Linked DNA regions of Ovis aries: region 1 is linked to region 2. A link is a contact called in public Hi-C data. All regions are on one chromosome and are shown on one strand. Each heading gives the region's core, a stretch centred on a gene start, on an enhancer-like site or on the middle of the called end of the contact. The rest is flanking DNA. Distances are from core to core; before and after follow the strand shown. Region 1 holds the start of VEGFA (vascular endothelial growth factor A). Region 2 overlaps POLH (DNA polymerase eta).

Region 1 (5,486 bases), core at 1,638-4,137, 150 kb after region 2:
GAATGATGGAGAGGGTAGGATGGGGTAGAGGCTGAGCCAGCCCCTCTGCCCATAAGGGCCTCAGGACACCACTCTGGGGAACTGCGGCACTAAGTGGGTAACCTAGCACCCCCACCAAAGCACAGCACCATGTGCTGAGACCAGGGGCTGGCTGAGTAACCTCCTTGTATTGTTTGGGTCAACTTGAGGGAAGTGGTGCATTCTAGTCTCAGCCTAGTTCCCATTCTCAGCCTGGGCCTTCACAGAGGCTGCATCAGTCCCAGGCAGGCCCAGGCCAGATCTAGATGAATAATGAGACTGGTTAGTCCCTCTCTTCTCACAGGTATCACCCCCGTGCACCCTCCTCCTCCCTGGGGGAGACTGGGAGCTGCTGGGTCCAAGCCCAACCAGGACTTTTTCCCGGCTGGTTCCTATATGCAAGGGTGGGGTGGGGGGTCTTGGGGGGCACTTAGGGAAGACATGGGGAGTTGGGGAAGAGGTGAGCTTTGAAGAAACAGAGGGGACTTGGGGAAAAGGGAGGAGAGGCTGCTAGCTGCAAGAAGTAGGCAATGACTCCTGAAGGTCTGGGGGCTGCTGAGGAGAATGCCCCAGTTCTGTTCAGAAGATGAGCTGTGAGCCTGGACTGGGACTGATAGAAGCCTTGGCCTCCGGCCTGGTGGGAGCTCCGGGCAGCTGGCCTACCGACGTTCCTTAGTGCTGGTGAGTAGGTTTGAATCATCACTCGAGCCCTGGCCTCCAACCGCCCCCACCAGCCCCCTGGCCTCAGTTCCCTGGCAACATCTGGGGGAGGGGGGTGGAGAAGCAGAAACAAGGGCCTCTGTCTGCCCAGCTGCCTCTCCCTTTGGGCTCTGCCAGACTCCACAGTGCATACGTGGGCTCCAACAGGTCCTCTTCTCTCTGGGCCATTGACTAACCCCAGAACCACATGGCTTCTTGTTCTCAGCCCCACAAACATAGTGCCAAATACTTCCCCCCAGGGGAGCCTCCCTGAACACTTCCCAAAGGACCCCAGTCACCCCAGCCTGTTGGCTGCAGCTAACTCTGATGTCAGCCGGCCAGATGAGGCCGGGAGATGAGCACAGAGTCCGGATGGATACATCATGCCCTCTGTGCCCAGCACTGGGCTTTGTGCACGTGGGACCACTCGAGTCCCAGACGTGCCACTGTTTGAGAGGTCAGAAACGGGGGGTGGAGGGGGATGTGTCAGGGGTAATCTCCCTCAACCCTCTTCTTGAGGCCTCTTGAACTTGAGATGGGGTGTGCATCCGATAGTCACTAGGGGGCGCTCAGCCACCACAGGGAAGCTGGGTGAACTTGGGATGCAGCGTCTGCGTGAGTGAGGACGCCTGTGACTATGTGTGTTGGGGGGGGGGCGGGTAGTTGAGAGTGTTTGGCGGGGGGTGGAGAAGGCAGGGGTCACCCCAGGATTCCAACGAATCTGTGTGTCTCTCTTTCCACCCGTCCCTGTCCGACTCCCTCAAACCCCTGCCCCCTCCAATATTCCCAGCATAGAGAAGGGAATAGCTCTGGAGCCCTGACCGCACATAACCTCACTTTCCTGTACCCGCCCCGCAAATACCGCGCGGGCGTGTGTGTCTCCCGGCAGAGGGGGCCGATAGGTAATGTTCAGGCTGTGCGCCTTGGTGGGGATCGAGCACTCCCTTTGCTGGGGTGGGTGGGGGCCCGGGCTTCGGTCGGTGTCCCCAGGGAAGGTAGTAGCCAGAGGCACAGAGGGGACGGACCCAGGAGCTGAGGCTGGGTCTGGCCCCGCCCCGACACGCCCAGGGGGCGGGGCCTGCCTTCTTTTTAGTCTGCTCGTAGCGGTGAGGAGCGCAGAGGCTTGGGGCAGCCGGGCTGCGACGAGGCTGCGGCGTTGGGGGGCGAGTGGAGCCGGCGGCAGCGGCGCTCGGTCGGGAGACGCATCGAAGAGGCGGACGGACCGGCGGGGTCACCGGCCAGGGGTCTCCGCACTGGAATTTGATATTCATTTATCCAGGGTTTACCCTCCTCCTTTTTTTCTGAAACATTTTTTTTTAACCGTATTCTTTTCCGTTTTAATTTATTTTTGCTTCCCATTCCCCACTAAATCGGGCCGACCGTTTGGGGAGATTGCTCTTTTACTCCCCCCCAAAATCACTTCGGATTCTGGAAACGGGCAGAGAAGAAAGAGGGTAGCAAGAGCTCCAAAGAGAAGTGAAGGAAGAGAGAGAGACCGGGTCAGAGAGCGCGCGCTGACGAGCGAGACACGAGAGGGACAGGGGCAAAGTGAGTGACCTGTTTTTTGGGGGTGACCGCCAGAGCGCAGCGTGAGCCCTCCCCCTCGGGATCCCGCGTCGGACCAGCAGCGCTGACGGACAGACAGACAGACACCGCCCCCTGCCCCAGCGCCCACCTCCTCCCCGGCCGGCGGCCGACGGTGGACGCGGCGGCGAGCCGCGGGCAGGAGCCGGAGCCCGCGCCCGGAGGCGGGGTGGAGGGGGTCGGGGCTCGCGACGTTGCCCTGAAACTTTTCGTCCAACTTCTGGGCTGTTCTCGTTCCGGAGGAGCCGTGGTCCGTGCCGGGGCAGCCGAGCCGAGCGGCACCGGGAGAAGTGCTCGCTCGGGCCGGGAGGAGCCGCAGTCGGAGGAGGGGGAGGAGGAAGAAGAGAAGGAAGAGGAGAAGGGGCCGCGGTGGCGACTCGGCTCTCGGAAGCCGGGCTCATGGACGGGTGAGGCGGCTGTGTGCACAGACAGTGCTCCAGCCGCGCGCGCGCCCCAGGCCCTGGCCCGGGCCTCGGCTCCGGGAGGAAGAGGAGCCCGCCTGGGCGCCGAGGAGAGCGGGCCGCCCCGCAGCCCGAGCCGGAGAGGGAGCGCGAGCCGCGCCGGCCCCGGCCGGGCCTCCGAAACCATGAACTTTTTGCTCTCTTGGGTGCATTGGAGCCTTGCCTTGCTGCTCTACCTTCACCATGCCAAGGTAAGGGCTGGGGACGTGCGTGAGAGCGCGCGCGTGGGGGACTCCGTGCCCCACGCGGGTCCTTGGGCACCGGGCTCGCGGCTTCCCCTCTATCTTCGTAGGTGTAGGGGGAGGGGGCGCGCGCTAGGTGGGAGGGCACCGGGATAGAGTCTCACCGCCCACGCGGGCCCTGCCCACCCACCGGAGTCACCGCACGTACGATCTGGGCCGACCAGCGGAGGGCGGGAGCCGGAGGAGGCGGCTGAGGGGGCTGGGCTTGCGCTGCCGCCGGCGGCTGAAGTTTGCTCCCGGCCGCTGGTTCCCGACGAACTGGAAGTCTGGGCAGCTGGGGCGGGAGCTGGAGCCCTGGCGGGCAGGGGTGGGGGTGCTCGGACCTTGGACCCGGGGAGGGCAGAGAGCGTGGAGGGGGCAGGGGGCAGGCGAGAGATGCGGCTTGCTGTCACTGCCGCTTGATCTCTGCGGCCCTCGCCGCGAGTTGGGGAAAAGTTTTGGGGTGGATTGCTGCTTGGGACCCCCTCTCCGCCGGGCCACCTGCGCCGCACCAACCCCCCCGTCCCAGCTCGCGTCCCGCTCGGTGCCCGCCCTCCCCCGCCCGGCCGGGCGCGCGCGGCGCGGAGCCGATTACATCAGCCCGGGCCTGGCCGGCCGCGTGTTCCCGGAGCCGCCGCGGCCCGAGCGGGGAACCCGGGGCGGCGAGCCGCGCCCCTCCCCCCGCCGGCCCTCCGCGGGAAGGTGACCTCTCGAGGTAGCCCCACGCCGAGGACCCGGAGAACCACCCCTGTGCCTTCCCGCTGTCCCCAGCCCTTAAACCCCTCCTAGGAGGCATTTCCTCACGCCCCTTCCCAGTTTCCTCCCCTGCTCGAATAGAAGCCCCCGCCACCCCTTTATTTTTAACTCCCTTTTGCTGAGAAGACCCACATAACCTCTCTTCAGCCCCAGACTCCGAGGAAAGAAAGATCACTGTCAGGAGTCGGGCTACCCGGCCCAGCCCGGGGCTTTGTCGAGACTCTACCGAAAGTCCCGACTCGGTGACAGTCTGCTTCCCTCCCCTCCCCCATACTTCCGAGTGAGCTGTGCTTTAGCTTTTTGGGGGGCGACCGCAGGGAGGGTTTAAAGGGTGTCCTTATTCCACTTTGCACTTTTTGGGAAAATGATTTGAAATTTGCTGTGACATGGGCAGTGTGGGACTAGCCCTCCCCGAACCTTTGGAGGGAGCTCCTGCCAGCCTTGCAAACACACTTTGTTCTGGTGAAATGGGCGTTGGAGTAGGAGCAGGTGGTTTTTGGGAACTCTAAACTTGCCCACCCAGCTTGCTTTCCCAAACCACCTGAGGGGTCCTTTTCTGCTCAGAGCGCCCTTGGAGAGGCAGAAGGAAGGAAACGGGCTGGGGTCCCTGCTGCCACCAGGAGTTCCTCAGACCCTGGCACAAAGGCCTTGGCTCCAGGCCTCCAAGGGAGGGGGGGAGGGGGAGGAGAGGCTGCCTGGCCACAGTGTGACCTTCAGAGGCCCCCAGAGAAGGGCACCTGGCCCCTCCCCGCCCAGAACTGCCCCTCCCAGTGCCCCCTAGCCTTGGAGGGGGTATGAAATTTCTGACCCCTTTGCTCTTTGGGGCCCAGGAGCAGTGGAGGGCATAGGAGGAATGTTGGCAGAGAGTAACAGTGGTGCCATGGAGATGGGTAAGGGGCTCAGGCAGAGACCCCTGGGCATGGAGGTCCCTGAGGGAGCTGCAGTGGCAGGCTGTCCATCTGGGATCCTGGAAACTGTTATCTAACCTTGGCCCTGGAGGCAAGGCTGGGGGTCTGGGGTGTATTGCAGCAGGGTGTGGGTAGAGAGACAGGCAGACTCTCTCTCTGCAGAGTCTGCAGTTCTGTGTGCTAGAGTGCCGCTCTGCTGCTCTGGATCTGCCCCAAAGAGGGGCAGGTGGGGTGGGCAGGTGGCCACGACTAGGGGTTGGGCAGTGCTAAGGCATTAAAGGCTTCCCTGGTTGCCTTTGGAGGAAGGTGCCCAGCAGGTGAGAGGGACTTTGGGGACCCCCTCAGTCTGGGACGGAGAAGAAGCCAGAGAATGAGATGGGAGTGTGAGCCTTGGGGCTTTGGAGATACATTCAGGTTCTGGGGAGACTGGTTCTTAGGGAAAAACGGGGCCCTCCCCTCCCCCAGGTTTCCCCCAGGGTTTCCTCCCAGGTTTTACTCTTTAGGCAACCTGTGGCTTTACTACGTATTCCTGAGAACAGAAGTGTTTGAGGGGGGGAGGGTGCTTGGCGCCCTGCGGCCCTCTGCACCACCCCCCGCCCCAGCACCAGCTCACCCTGGTATTTGTCATGTCAGCAGGGGAAGGTCACCATGTTGCTTTTCTCACCCCTAGTCCTTCCTTCCTGCCCCAGTCCACGTTTGTCCTCCTGTTTGACCTTAAGACTTGCCCATGGCTTTGGACCCGGGAGTCAGGGGGGGCTGAGGGACTTCACTTGTCCTAGTTCAGCAAGGGGCCGCTGAGAGCTGGGGAAGGGAAATGTCGGGGAGGGGCGGGGACCTGA
Region 2 (5,139 bases), core at 1,226-3,725:
TAAAACTGCCATAAAACTCAATATGATTTTCAAAAACCTAAATCTGTGAACTACTGACTACTAGATCTGTGAAGACCTGACTACTCCTGTCTCCCTCATTACCATTTGCTTTTACATTTTTGTATATTATCTAAATCCTACTCCAACTCTGAATACACAGTGGATCTTCATCAGAGTACAGAACTGTTAAGCAGGACATTTAGGGATTAGAGTGTAAATTATTCAGCTTTAACACAGTCCATGTGACATAGAAGTATTCAGTTTTAGAGACAGAGTCTTAAGGCAAAGATTAAATATATGATTAGTTTATCTTCTCTCTTTTAAAAAAAAAACTTGACACATATATATATTTACATACCATAAAATTCACCCATTTACAGTATAAAGTTCAGTAGTTTTCATATATTTCAGAGTTCAACTATTCCATAATAAATTTAAGGACATTTCCATAACCCAAAAAGAAATCCTGTACCCACTAATAGTTATTCCGAAAGCCCTAGGCAGTTCTAGTCTGCTTTCTGTCTGTATAGATTTACTATTCTGGACATTTCATATCTGTGCAATAATCTTATATGTGGCCTTTTGTGACTGGCTTGAAATCTTTAACATGTTTTCAAGGTTTATTCATATTGTAGCATCTATCAGTCCTTTATTCCTTTTTATGACAATAATATTCTACTGAATGGATATATCACATTTTATTTTATCAGTTCATTAGTGAATGGATATTTGAGTTGTTTCCACTTTTTGGCTATTATAAGTAATGGTGCTGTGAACATTCATGTACAGATTTCTCTGTAGACATGTGTTCACTTCCCTTGTATATATACCTAGGAGTAGAATACTGAGTCACATGCTAACTCTATGTTAGCACGTCAGGCTGTCGCAGCACTATTTTATACTCCCAGCAATGTAAGAGGCTTGTAATTTCTCTATGTCTTTGTTGTTTAGTCACTAGGTATAAAGTGGTTTTCAGGTGCATGTTGACTATTTTCTGATTTTATTTGGAGAAATACCTGTTGAGATCCTTTGCCATTTTTGAAATGAGTTGTCTCTTTATATTGAGTTTTAAAAGTTCTTTATGTGTTCTGGATACAAATCCCTTGTCAAATATATAATATACAAATATTTTCTCCCTGTGGATTTTCATTTTCCTGATGGTATTGCTTGATGTGTCCTCTCCTGTTGAAACATCAACTGAATACTGTCAAAAATCATCTGTAATTAACTGTCTGCCCCTTTATAGCGGAATTGGTAGTAAATGTTTGCTCTTTGGTTGTTTTTGTTTAGTCACTAAGTCATATCCGACTTTGCAACACATGGGCTGTAGCATGCCAGGCTCCTCTGTCCTCCACTATCTCCCAGAGTTTACTCAAATTCATCTCCACTGAATCAGTGATGCTATCTCACCATTGCATCCTCTGCCACTCTCCTCTCCTTTTGCCTTCAAGCTTTCCCAGCATTAGGGTCTTTTTCCAGTGAGTCAGCTCTTTGTGTCAGGTGGCCAAAGTATTGGAGCTTCAGCTTTAACATCAGTACTTCCAATGAATATTCAGGATTGACTGGTTTGATCTCCTTGCTATCCAAGGAACTCTCAAGAGTCTTCTCCAGCACCACAATTCAAAAGTATCAATTCTTCAGTGCTTAGCCTTCTTTATGGTCCAACTGTCACATCTCTACATGACTAATGGAAAAACCATAGCCTTGACTATACAGATCTTTGTTGGCAAAGTCATGTCTCTGCTTTTTAATATGCTGTCTAGGTTTGTCATAGCTTTCCTTCCAGGAAGCAAGCATCTTTGAATTTCATGGCAGCAGTCACCGTCTGCAGTGATTTTGGAGCCCAAGAAAATAAAATCTATCACTTCTTCCACTTTTTACTCATCTATTTGCCATGAAGTGATGGGACTGGATGCCATGATTTTAGTTTTTTGAATGCTGAGTTTTAAGCCAACTTTTTGCACTCTCCTCTTTCACCCTCATCAAGAGGCTCTTTAGTTCCTCTTCACTTTCTGCCATTAGAGTGGTATCATCTGCATATGTTGTTGATATTTCTCCTGGCAATCTTGATTCCAGCTTGTGCTTCATCCAGCCTGGCATTTCGCATGATGTACTTTGCATAAAAGCAAGGTGACAATACACAGCCTTGATGTACTCCTTTCCCAATTTTGAACCAGTCCATTGTTCCATGTCTGGTTTTAACTGTTGCTTCTTGACCTGCATACAGATTTCACCGGAGGCAGGTAAGGTGGTCTGGTATTTCCCATCTCTGGAAGAATTTTCCAGTTTGTTATGATCTACACAGTCTAAGCTTTAGTCAGTAAAGCAGAAGTAGGTGTTTTTTCTGGAATTCCCTTGCTTTCTCTGTGATCTAACAAAGGCTGGCAGTTTGGTCTTTGTTCTTCAGTAGGTAACATAAAGAGGTTGTGCTGTGGGCTTATTTGATGTTGCCCACTAGGTGTCGCTCCGTTCTCATCTCTCTATCCTCTGATAGTCTGACCTCATGTCCTGTCATTTCCCCCTCACCTAGTCCACTAACAGCCTCCACTCTGCTGGCCTCTTCCCCATTTATTTAACACACCAAGTAAATTTCGCCTTCACTTCCTCCCCAGTTCCTCTATCATATCAGCAGGCTCCGTCACTCTCTGCCTTACTCTGCTTTTTTCCATTGCACTTTGTAGTCATTTCTATTACAAGCCTACTTGTTTATTATATGTAGCCCCTACTACAAGATAAGATCTTCCAGAGCCTGGACTTTATTTTGTTCTCTCCTTTATCTCTTGATAGTGCCTGATACAGTTATAGGTAACTGGTTTTAGTCAACAAGAACTTCTTTGTAGTTATGTATCTCTCGAGATACATACAAACCTGAATAAGCTGTATTTACAAAATGCACAAAAATACAAAATGTATTTTTACCTAAAAATTAGTTGCTACTTTTGGTTTATTTGTCTTAAGTATATTTCTTCTCACTAGAATCTTTTGATTTTGAGAGGTCCCTGTGTATACTTGTCACCTTATTGCCTCTTGGCCTTATTTTCTTAGTTTGCTTTGCATCAACAGGATTCATATACTTAGATTTCACCGAAAAGTGAGTCAGTGATCTTGCTTTCTAGAGGCAGCTCACTACCTGTGTATCTTCTATAGATGGGCTGTAAGGAGATGCTAGTAGAAACTTCTCTTCTTGAGCATCAGAGCACCAGAGAGGTTAAGAAGAGATCCACTACTCAATCCTGACCCCCTTTCAATGACTTACATGAACTCTTCCTTCAGTCACAGAATATAGTACTGTAGACCTTTGTATAATCTTCCTGCATGGATACCAAAGAAGAACATTTAGGAGAAACCATTTTCATTTATTCTGTCAAAATATCCTAGATATTCTAATACTCCACCCAAATTATGTCTTCTCCAGTTACTTATATGCAGAAACAGCACAAATATTTTAAAAATGAAACCCTATTTCCAAACCATTATGCCACCCTGATTCTTTTCTCTCACAGAGTTCAGTATTAGAATCCAGCTGCTCAAGGTAACTTTAGTTCTGTCTCAATCCTCTTACACCCACAGAACGACAGGGTGGCCACTCAGCTGGTTGTGAGCATGCGTATACAAGGAGACAGACGTCTCAGCAGCTTGCGACGCTGCTGTGCCCTCACCCACTATGATGCTCACAAGATGAGCCATGATGCATTTGCTACCATTAGGAACTGTAACACTTCAGGAACCCAGACTGAATGGTGAGTTTCCTTCTAGCTCATCTTCATTTGAGACTCATACCCTGTCTTTATTTAAAATTAGTATATAAGCTTTCCAGTTAGGGTAGGTTCTTTGTAGCATGGCCTGTTACAGAGAGGGGTGGTCATGCATTAAGGGAGAGAACCCAGGAGAAATACCGGAAACATGGTTCAGCCTCTTTGTCTACATTGGGTTTGCCGTCCAGTGCCCAGGGGTAGGTTTCAGAGGCAGACTGAACCAACACTACCCTTTCTGATACTAAGTTGTTATAGTCAGGGGATCGACCAGGTGTACTTGGGAATGCAGAACTCCTAAGTTTCAGAGAACTTCTCTCTCAACTGTCTATTATATTTTAAAATCATCCTCCTTAATAAATTTCACTTCAGCTGGCCATTAAAAATAATCAGCTCTATATGGGAGTGTGTTCATTTACTGTTCAGATAGTAATGATTTTTAGTATTGGAATCCTATCATTATTTAACATAGCCTCTTAAGTTGTAAAAGTATTCCAAATTCACAAGGTAAATATATTAATGTGAGAAAGATAAACTGGTTGTTTAATATAGATCTACATTAGAGATTAAAAAAGAAAAGTTTAGTTAGCCATCTTAAGTTATTGCTTATCTGAATATATTACTTTCTAAAGTTAGAGTCTTTGTAATACTTAGAAGACTTACTTACTTGAAGAATACTTACTTACTTGGTATACTTGTTATTTACAAAGACTAACAAGAATTAGTAAAGAATGAAGATTATTTATTTTCAACTATTGAGTGATTTTACTGAACCAAATGATAATTGTGATACTGTGTTCACATTAAACCTTATAAACTGGCAGATAATAACAAATTTCACCAAGAGTATAAAATATTATATTGGCAGGGAAGCATAATAGTATCTGATAAGACTGTCCCAAAGCATGAAAGGGAATAGTGAGATACTGTCATAATAATCTTAAAATAGCATTTACCCTTTATCTCATCGAGGGACTAAATCTGTATATAAAAGCACATTTTCATCTTCTGAAATTCAACTTATGTGAAAATGTATTTGTGAAATGAGACATAAAGAGGAACTTTATGACAAATTTCTTGAAATATTTCTGAGACTAGGCTAGGTAATCAAAAGCAGTTGTGAAATTTCATTCTCTAGATAAATTCCAGAGTTGAAAATGAGAGTTCAGGTTCTGTTTAAAAACTGCATAGAGCATTTTTTTTTTTCGTCTTTCCAGTCTATTTAAAAACTTTTTTGTAGCTTTAGATAGTGTCTTGCCTCAACTGTGAATTTCAGCAGCTGTGCAGTAGTATCATGCAAATAGTAAACCCACTTGTCAGGGGAGCCAACTTACACATCCTACTTGCTGGGTGTTCACCAAAGGTTCTCAGGGTGTGGCCCTAGACC

Evidence for each region. Hi-C and Micro-C count contacts between places; a contact is called where the count stands out from the background.
Region 1: a contact with region 2 is called in a Hi-C map of blood, with 3 times the contacts expected there. The contact joins the promoter of VEGFA here to the enhancer-like site in region 2. A contact is called at or near these places in 2 of 16 Hi-C or Micro-C datasets (both in blood).

What each region holds. Positions count from the first base shown.
Region 1 is chr20:17,277,511-17,282,996 of ARS-UI_Ramb_v3.0, forward strand. VEGFA (vascular endothelial growth factor A) reads left to right here and starts at 2,888. Exons shown (of 6, transcript NM_001025110.1): 1 at 2,888-2,953. The coding sequence starts at 2,888. It overlaps LOC121817412 (a long non-coding RNA gene), which reads left to right and starts at 447. Exons shown (of 2, transcript XR_006057304.2): 1 at 447-699; 2 at 1,508-2,042.
Region 2 is chr20:17,130,481-17,135,619 of ARS-UI_Ramb_v3.0, forward strand. POLH (DNA polymerase eta) reads left to right here. Exons shown (of 11, transcript XM_004018846.6): 10 at 3,571-3,740. GTPBP2 (GTP binding protein 2) reads right to left here. Exons shown (of 13, transcript XM_060403201.1): 13 at 1-5,139. Among named protein-coding and RNA genes, the nearest start is that of GTPBP2, 19 kb to the right of the region's middle. Within about 2 kb of position 2,476, at least 3 of the 54 cell types and tissues checked have an H3K27ac peak or open chromatin away from gene starts, as enhancers often do.